2 separate regions of the Zea mays genome follow, and region 2 is linked to region 1. Evidence: chromatin contacts called from public Hi-C data. All regions are on one chromosome and are shown on one strand. The core of a region is the stretch at or near the end of the contact, and the rest is flanking DNA. Distances in the headings are between cores, read along the strand shown. Region 1 has its middle 52 kb from the start of LOC109943022. Region 2 holds the start of LOC100281107.

Region 1 (4,423 bases), core at 1,380-3,879:
TCGGACATAACGCTATTTCCGACGCCTTATCCTCGACGGCTTAAAACCGTCGGAGATAGGTTAATGCCGTCGGACATAACCTATCTCCGACGGTCCAAAGCTTATGTCCGACGGCTTAAAACCGTCGGAAATTCTTCCGTTTACTGTAGTGATTACATGTCTATCTATATGTATTGCTGCGAGTAGAAGCCAGGTTTCGAGAAACCGGAAGACCAAATTGGAGAATTATTTAGAGTTGCACCAAAAAGGTAAGTTATGTCCTTGATCACTTTCTTTAACCTAATAATGTTTTGTTAATTACCGTGGCACAGTTTGGTCAAGCTTATGGGACCTAATAGGTTGCCTAGTTTGATTACCCTACACCTTGCAAACTAATAAATTATTGGGTAGTCTTGCTATTGTTCTACCTGATTTTTGGGTTAATACTACCTTTGAATAACGCTAATGTTCCATTATTATTTATTATTGTTGGCTTTATTACGATACATGATAAGATCATATTGTTTAATTGGAACATGGAGCGACCACCCGAGACAATAGTGCAACCATAAGAACTATATGGCTCTGGTCTTGGCCAATTAATTAGTAAAGCTAGTGTGAGAAATTCTATCACGAAGGGGCAAGCGGCTAAGCGTCGCTACAGAGCATAGTGCTGGCTGTAATTACTGCGATGGGATTACAGATTGTGAAAAAAAGCATATGCTTTCTTCGTCCTGAAACTGTAGCGGGTTTCCTCATGCTAGTGGAACTTTGTAAAGGCCTCGTAGTGTCCTTATGCCACCACACCTCAGTAGTGTGGTATTGTGCTGGCCGGCACAGGCGTGGTTGGATGCAAAGTTCTCTTAACTTTTACGCGACTTGTGGATAAAGATGTGCCACCTCTGTAGAACGTAAAACTGATATATCAGACGTGTTCACAGTCATGAGCGGCTCGAACCCTCACATGAATAATTTATGAAATTAAATTTAATCTGTCATTTACATGGCATTGTGGGATTCATTATTAATCATAATCAATTACTTAATTGGGTTGGTATATACTTATTAAATGCTAATAAAATTTTGACCAACTTAATAAAAACAATGCTCAGCCTTAATCATTCTCCTTGATAAGTCTTACACTACACTTTTACCCACACTTGCTGAGCGATGAACGTATGTGAGCTCACTCTTGCTAAACTCACACCAGGTCAAGAACAAGTGCCGCAAAATGAGGAGCGAAGGATGTTACGATGAGTTCGGAGAGGTTTAGACTGTCGCCTCTCAGTCAACTATGGTTATAGGGATCATTGTCGTTACATGATGTATTTATTTAGTTATTTTGTATAGAACCCATATATGCAATAAAGATGTGACATTGATTTTTGTACTATGAGTCATCATATGTGTGAAACTTGATCCTAGCACACATTTGAGATGCGGTCTGATTTGCCCTTAAATCTGGGTGTGACAACAACTTTCATTTCTAGAGATTTTCAAGTTTTGTAGTGAAATCTGGAGTAATTTGCAAAATTCAGATTTGGTCAGTTTTGGATTTCTGAAAAACTTTGACAATGAGCCAACTTTGAGCCCTTGTAACTCTCAATCCATAAGCCCTTGGAAGTTTGTTCACTATAGCAAGATGGTAGAGCTACAGTAGGAGTGTAAGTCTTATTAAAGGTCATGCCCTTTAAATTGCTTGGAACTGGGTGAAAACGGTGTCCAAATATGTGATGTCGACTTTGGATTTCAGACTTAGTGCAGTCAACTGAATCTGAATTCTAGTGCTTTCGATGCAACTTTGGAGCACTATAACTTTTAATCCATGGGCCCTCAGTTGACGGTAGCTGAAGCAGTCTTGTAGTGCTGTAGTAGGAGAGTAACTTTGGTTAAGCATTGTAACTCAAAAACCATTTGGAACTTGGAGAAAAATGTGTGCTAAATTGTGCTGTCAGACTAGTTTTCTGAGTTTGGTTCAGTAAGCTGAAATGCAGTTTCAGTTTTCTTCTTGCCCAACTTTGGAGCTCTGTGGTACCTAATCCGTGGAGAATTGGGTTAAGGATTTTATAGCAAAATGAAAGCCATAAAATTGTGAATAGCTTCTCTTAAGTAAGTGGGGCTTGGTGCTGTACAAAGTTTGGAGTAAACTGTCCCAAAACATTCACTGTCAGGTCCTTGGTTTCAGTCATCTAAAGAAGAAGAATTCAGTGAGGTTTCAGATTCAGAGAACTGAACCTTGTTCAACTTGGGGCCTGTAACTTTTGATCCTTGGCTCCTGGACCTTGAGTTGCTGCAGTATAATAGTAGAGCTATATTTGGTGAACAGCTTCTGTTAAGATAAGTAAGTGTAGTGCTATATGAAATCGGGATTAAATTGTGCTCAAAGTCACCCTGACAGTCGGGGAGGGTGTCTGCACATTCAGTTCAGCTAACTGAATTTGATTCAGTTCACGCAGGTGCAATGCACCTCGCCGCCGGTGTGATGTGGGCCGTGGGCGCTGTGATTCGGGCTGGGACTGTAAAATGAGTGTAAAACACATCTCCTCGCCGGGATATTTACTCGGGTTCGGATAAACTTGTCGCCGGTGGAGCTTGCCATGCACCAGCCTGCTTCTGCCGATCCTACTGCTCCTCGCCGGTGTGCGCGAGGTGGGCTGTCGGTCGGAGCCGGCTTCCAGGTGTTGTGGGCCGGGTTCCTTGCTTTGGGCCCAGAACTGTTCCTTGTTTTAGAAATCGTGGAAAAATCTTTTAGAAATCTGTTAGAAATTGTAGAAAAATGCCAAAAATACGAATTTTTTTGTTATGTTCATAACCTTATATGTTCTCTGTTAAAGTTAGTTTTAAGTTTTTTCAGCAGTTAGAAATCCTTAGTAATTAAAAAGGTGTCTCTTTCGAACTTATATGAATTTTAAAAATAAACTCTGAGCTCCAAAAATTATGAAATTGTTTGGGTAGGCTTTGCATGTCCATTTTAGTCTCAGGGTAAATTTTGAACCTGTTTGGAATTGGTTTGGCTAAAAACCTAAAGGTAGCCAAAAATGAAAGAGTTAATCGCTAAACTTAGTATTAGTGTATGTTTAAAAGGAGTTAGACAATGTTGTTTGTCGGTATAAAGGGTTTTGTAAGTTCAAACATGCTTAGCTCTCTGATATTTCTAAGTAGATTCAGTTTTATGTTACCTTCATCAAGTTTTATGTTATGTAGAAATATATATATGTGTGTCTTATGCTTCAAATAGTTATGCTTATGTTCCTCCCACCTCTCTATTAAGACAGTTTGCATCTCATATCATTACATAAGCATTCATATATCTACAATTGACTTGTAGAACACCTAGACGAAGTTGAAGTTGAAGTGGAAGAGAAATCAACTGCTCAATCTGAAGTTCTTTCTGAGCGTCCTCCTGAAGGTGCTCTAGTGGGCTACGTAGCTAACTATGATATTCTTGTAGAAGAGTCTAACTCTCCTCCTCATCAAGGCAAGCCTCGGTGCCTTTGCCCCTTTCTTATTTTTTTAAAAATTTTATCACCTTATATGATGCATTAGATGATAGGAGTTGTGTGGTGAAACATTTGATGCATTTCTTCCCTTGTAATATTGATTACCATTACTTGATACCTATTTTATAAAGAGAACTAATAATGCTTAGCCCTGCTTAGAAAACTAAAACTTGCAATAATGAAGGCATCACTCACAGTGATGAATTCATTATTCAAGTAGGGTGCCTCTATCAGGTACTAGGTTTTGGAGTATAAGTTTAAAATTTGAGACCACACGTTGAGCCGGATAGGTCGCCCATCTGTGTCGTTTAAGCACCGCTCCGATTGTTGGCCTATTGATCTAGGACCTTTTAGCTCGTCATGGGTGAGCTTTGCCTTGACCGGACCAATACCAGAACAGCTCGCCTGCAATGAGCGTGGGAGATGGCGAGAGTAACGTGTACCCACTTGGCAAGAGGCTAGATGGTGGGGTATCGTATTCTCGGGTGGAGGGAACCCGTTCTGGTCTTGAGAAACCCGAGTGCGGGTTGACATATGCAAGGGTTAAGTGCTACATATATCGTGTGGTTGGAAATTCCTAGTTGGGTATTAATTGATTCAGATCGTCGTTACTTCTTGGATATGAAGGCTAGATCTTCGACCTTCATCATAGGTAACATGTGAAATATGAATTTGGTAAAAGAAAGATAGATTAACATAAGTGATTAATCTAGATTAGGTAAATCAAGATTAAGAAAATAACTTACGGGCAAATTAGAACATAGCTTAAGGATCCACTGTTAGTAAGCTTTTCTGTAAAAAGAGTCTTTGAAACTTGATAAGCTATAACTTGAATCATTTTAACCAGCATACCCTTAAGAGTCTTTTCTCTAGTCAAGTAAGTCTTGCTGAGTTATTGCCTACTCAGGGTTTTATTCCATATGTTGTTGCAAGAGATGTGCTAG
Region 2 (4,423 bases), core at 1,309-3,808, 91 kb after region 1:
GTTTTAAGTTTTCAAACTAACCTTAAGCAAAAAAATTGCAACACCAAGCAATCATTTTCTAAAAAGTGTTACTTACTTATGGCTTAAGTTTTCAGACACGCACATTATATTATCATAGCATATTTGATAGCTCTTCATTCGAAAGACAAGTCCCCTTGTTATTTTCTTTAGCATATACATGTTATAGTACACAAATACATGTCACTCTCGTGGTGATGTATGACACGAAGTCCAAACATTGCTTGGTACACTAGCTGCATCTTAGAGGAAACAACCATCATCTCTTAGGGGTGATGTTGAAAAAAAACACAACAAGCACATTGTAGCAAAACACGACATACTCCTTTCTGGTTAATTGTGGACTGAGTTGTTGACCTAGTAGACGTCCGAAAAGCATTGCTCAACATAGTTAGGTCTCGTAATAGCTCATCGAGCTGTGGGGGCTTCCGGGGGCGTCGAGCAACGTGAGAGCAGCCTCAATCATGTTCTTCACTTGGATGTGGTCGATTTTATCTACCTGAATATACAGACAGTGCATTGAGAGTAAGCGTCCATACCGTATTCAAGATGATGTTTCTGTCTAACCATAGTGAGTTTTAATTTGTTGCTTTTTTTTGTTACGTCGAAAAAATGAAACTACAAAACCCATTGAGGATAACTTGGGGTTTTGAGTTCCCTATGATGCTTGTTTGTTTGAGTTTATAATTGCTTAGATTATGTAGTTTATAACTTATTTTTAACTTACGCTTAGAGTTTGTTTGTTCAGGATTCTAATATGTCCAGATTATATAATATAACTTATTTTGAATTAAGTGCTAGATTAAAATAAGTTAGATTATATAACCTATAGAGATTATATAATCTCAAACAAACCGACACTTAGCTCAAAATAAGGGCTAGTTTGGCAACCCCATTTTCCCAAAATTTTTAATTTTTCCAAGAAAAATTAGTTTATTTTTACTTAGAAAAATAGAAATCCTTTAAAAAAATAGAGTTACCAAACTAGCCCTAAGTTAAATTATGATCTTAAACAAACAGCCGCTAAGTCCATTTCTTACAAATGTCCTCCCCCACGCGCTTAATCTGTTTCATTTTCATCAAGTCTGAATCACCAAAAAAAGGCAAAAAGTGGTTGCTAGTACTACTACAGTACGCCATGTGCGTTTGACGCCGAGGGGAGAGATGGCGCACGTGATGGGATCCCACCCAGCGTGTGATTGTCATGGCATGATACGAGCCGGGTGGGGAGAGATCCTCAGCCCCCAGCTTCTTCTCTCTTTCCCAATCCTGCATCTGAAGCACGTGCGAGCTATGTATGCCATGTGAATGTGGGGATCCGATCGACTGATCGAGCACGTGACTATCCAGATTTCCATTTCCACACTGAAAACCGGAAACGAAAAGGCGTAGTGAACAGTGGGTGTTGCCGTGGTAAAAGTCAGCGTCAGTGTCAACACGTATTCGGCCGGCCCGTGACATCAGCACGACGCCCATGTCATGTCAGTCATATCCATCGTCAAGGATGAAAAAAGGAGAAAAAAAAACAGAGTATCCCGATCCCATGTGATGCCAAATGCCATGCCACCGGCGACGTACCTCGACGAAGACGGTGTGCACGTGGCAGCCGGCGACGGAGGTGACGTTGGCAGTGATGACACGGAGCCGGAGGTCCTCGATGGCGCGGCACACCCTGGCCATGGCGTCGCGTCGCTTGCGGCACGTCACGCTGACCACCAGCACGTGGTCGCCCACCTCCGACACGCGCAGCTCCAGCACCTCGACGTGCGGCGGCGGGGGCGGAGGCGGAGCAGACTGCGCGCCGCTGGCGACGGACTGCGCGCGCTTCATCTTCTTCGCGCGCTCGGCTTCCCGTCGCAGCAGGCCCCCGTCGACGTCGCAGCACTCCACCTGCGCGGTGGCGGCGGCGGCGGTGTCGTCGTCGAGCACGCGCAGCTCCTGCAGCACCCGCCGCTCCTCCACCTGCAGCTGCTGGATGTACTCGATGGCGTCCTTGATGATCGACGCCTTGTCCATCTGCATGCATGCAATATAATATAATGCCGAGAGCACGGACGACGACGGGACAGACGACCGTCGGTCGGTCGCAGCGTGAGTGCGTGACCGCCGCTTGCCTTGGTGATGTTCGGCACGACGCTGCGGAGCGCGTAGAGCTTGTCGTTGAGCTTGCGGCGGCGGTCGCGCTCCATCAGGATGTTCTTGTTGCCGCACGCCGCCGCCGACGACGACGAGTGGGAGATGGAGCCGTCCGGCGAGCTGGAGTCGTAGCAAGACATGGCGTCCTCCTGCGCCTCCAAGTAGATGCTGCAACCACCACCGACGGAGGAATGGATAGATGAATGAATGCTCGGTCGGCGCGCGCATTGTATCGGCGGCGCGCGGACTTGGTGGTTCGTTCGTTCGTAGTTCGTACTCGTACCTGAGCTCCTCGTACTCCAGGTAGCGCTGCGTCTCCTCCCAGTACTTGTCCATCTCCGGCCGACAGCTCTTCCTCGCCTCCAATGCTGCGCTCTGTTTTTTTTTTTTTGTCCTTGAGTGAGCTTGCCTGCTTGCTCGTCTCTCTCGAGCCTCTTTATAGGCTCCGACCCTTGACGCTGACGTGTGGGGCCTTGTACAGCAATGTCGGAGCGGACGCGTGAGCTCCGCTTTTCCTCCCGGTCTCCCCGTCCGCGTAACGACCCCAACAGGGAAGGAAAGAAACAAAAAAACGTGAGGGAAGGACGGAAAGGGATCCCGTGGTGGGGCCGGCCTGGCAGCCCAACCGCACGAAGGTAAAAAGCCCACTCCACTCAACACTCCCAGTAGTGAGGACAACGTGCGCGATTTTTAATTATTTATTTCAGGTACTAGTATTTTTTTCCCTGCACGTGAGCTTATCTGCTTTTTCGATCGCTTCAAGTGGCGGCAAATTGATGATGTGACGTGTGATGTTATCGTCTTGACCTCTTGTGTATCCATTGTTAAGTAACCCTAGTTAGGGTTATATGGGCAAATACCTGCTTTGCCCTTGAGGGGTCTCACATCTCTATATAAGGAACCTGTACAACCCTTCATATTACAGAGAAGAGAAAGAGGCCAGAGGCCCAACCCTACATCGTGTCTCGTGTGTTTTCTCTGTCATGCTTATGGGAAGGGAGACGAGTACTCTACAACTTCTTGCGCCTCTACTGCTGACGGGAGGGAAGGGAGCGGATCTGGTGATCCGTGGTAACGTAGTTCTCAACACGTTATCAGCACGCTCTATCTCGACGTTGCTGCGAGATCAGATCTGCATCAACTCTCCGTCAAGCCGGCAGGTCATCGGCCTAGCCGAACTGTCCTACGCGACAGGCTTCGATTCTCCGTTTACACAGTCGAACGGTATGATTTTATTTTATCTACTGTTCGTGGGGATCTCGCTTAGCCAAACGCTCGTCTCCCCGCTCTCCTGCTTGTCCCGGTGGGGATCTCGTCGCTGCCCCACCATCTCATGTAAGGCTCGACTCAGACTCCCCGCACTTGTAGAGGCCGTGCCTGTGCGCACGTGCCAGTGCCAGCCACGCGCTGAGAGCCACGCCAGCGCCGGGACCGCCGCGCGCCCGTAGCCGCTCTACACTCCGGAGACCGGAGGTCGTTCCCACGCGCTGAGCGCTGACAGCCGCTCTGCACGCCGGAGGTCGTGCCCTCGCGCCGCCACGTCTGAGGTCGTGCGAACGCCATTAGCCGCGCGCTACTTCACATGACTTGTTGACTGTGCTAGTGGTTATTGGCGTCCGCGGAGCGCGGAGTCCGCTTCTTGCGGATGGGATAACAGACAAGAGCGACTGCGTTTGCATGAGTTTGCATGAGTACGGTTAGCGTTTGCATGAGTTAGATAAAGATAAGAAAAAAGTTAAAAACGAAAAAGAAAAATGAGTAGCAGTTGGCGTTTGCATGTGTAGCAGTTTAGCACTCGTACCTGCTGGCATGCACATCGCTTCCGTACAAAGCGTTGTATTTATGAGTGGGTCCCAGGAGCTGTGGACGGAGTCATGTGCATGGCTACATGTAATCTCATTCCTTTGGCTAGTTAAATGCTATTTTGTGTAGCTAAAAGAAAAAAAATAGCAACCAATGAGCGGTTAATATCTCATTGAAGTGACGAATTACGCATGTTTTTTTATCTTTATTAATTATGACTGTCGCAAATAATTGGTTAAAAATACATACTTAAAAATGGATAAATGTCTTTTATATATGATGTGTTATGTTCATATATTAATTATGGTGTTCATTTTTTTCTGCATTAATAATTATTTCCCGTAGTAAATAATTAGCAGAAAATTATTAAAATGCATGTGAAGGTTATATTGTGTATACTCAAATCGCTCTAAATATTTGTGTTGCGTTGAGCTTTTGAACTCACGTCGAGCGATTGAATTGTATC

The links. Hi-C and Micro-C count contacts between places; a contact is called where the count stands out from the background.
Region 2: a contact with region 1 is called in a Hi-C map of leaf, with 10 times the contacts expected there. The contact joins the promoter of LOC100281107 here to the enhancer-like site in region 1. A contact is called at or near these places in 4 of 25 Hi-C or Micro-C datasets (ear, leaf and an unstated tissue).

The regions. Positions count from the first base shown.
Region 1 is chr10:107,787,387-107,791,809 of Zm-B73-REFERENCE-NAM-5.0, forward strand. No RefSeq gene overlaps it. Among protein-coding and RNA genes, the nearest start is that of LOC109943022, 52 kb to the right of the region's middle. Within about 2 kb of position 2,630, at least 8 of the 20 cell types and tissues checked have an H3K27ac peak or open chromatin away from gene starts, as enhancers often do. A contact at or near this core is called in ear and leaf, where this site is marked.
Region 2 is chr10:107,878,931-107,883,353 of Zm-B73-REFERENCE-NAM-5.0, forward strand. It overlaps LOC100281107, which reads right to left and starts at 2,559. Exons shown (of 4, transcript NM_001371991.1): 1 at 2,438-2,559; 2 at 2,133-2,322; 3 at 1,597-2,034; 4 at 141-517. The coding sequence starts at 2,490. The coding sequence ends at 410.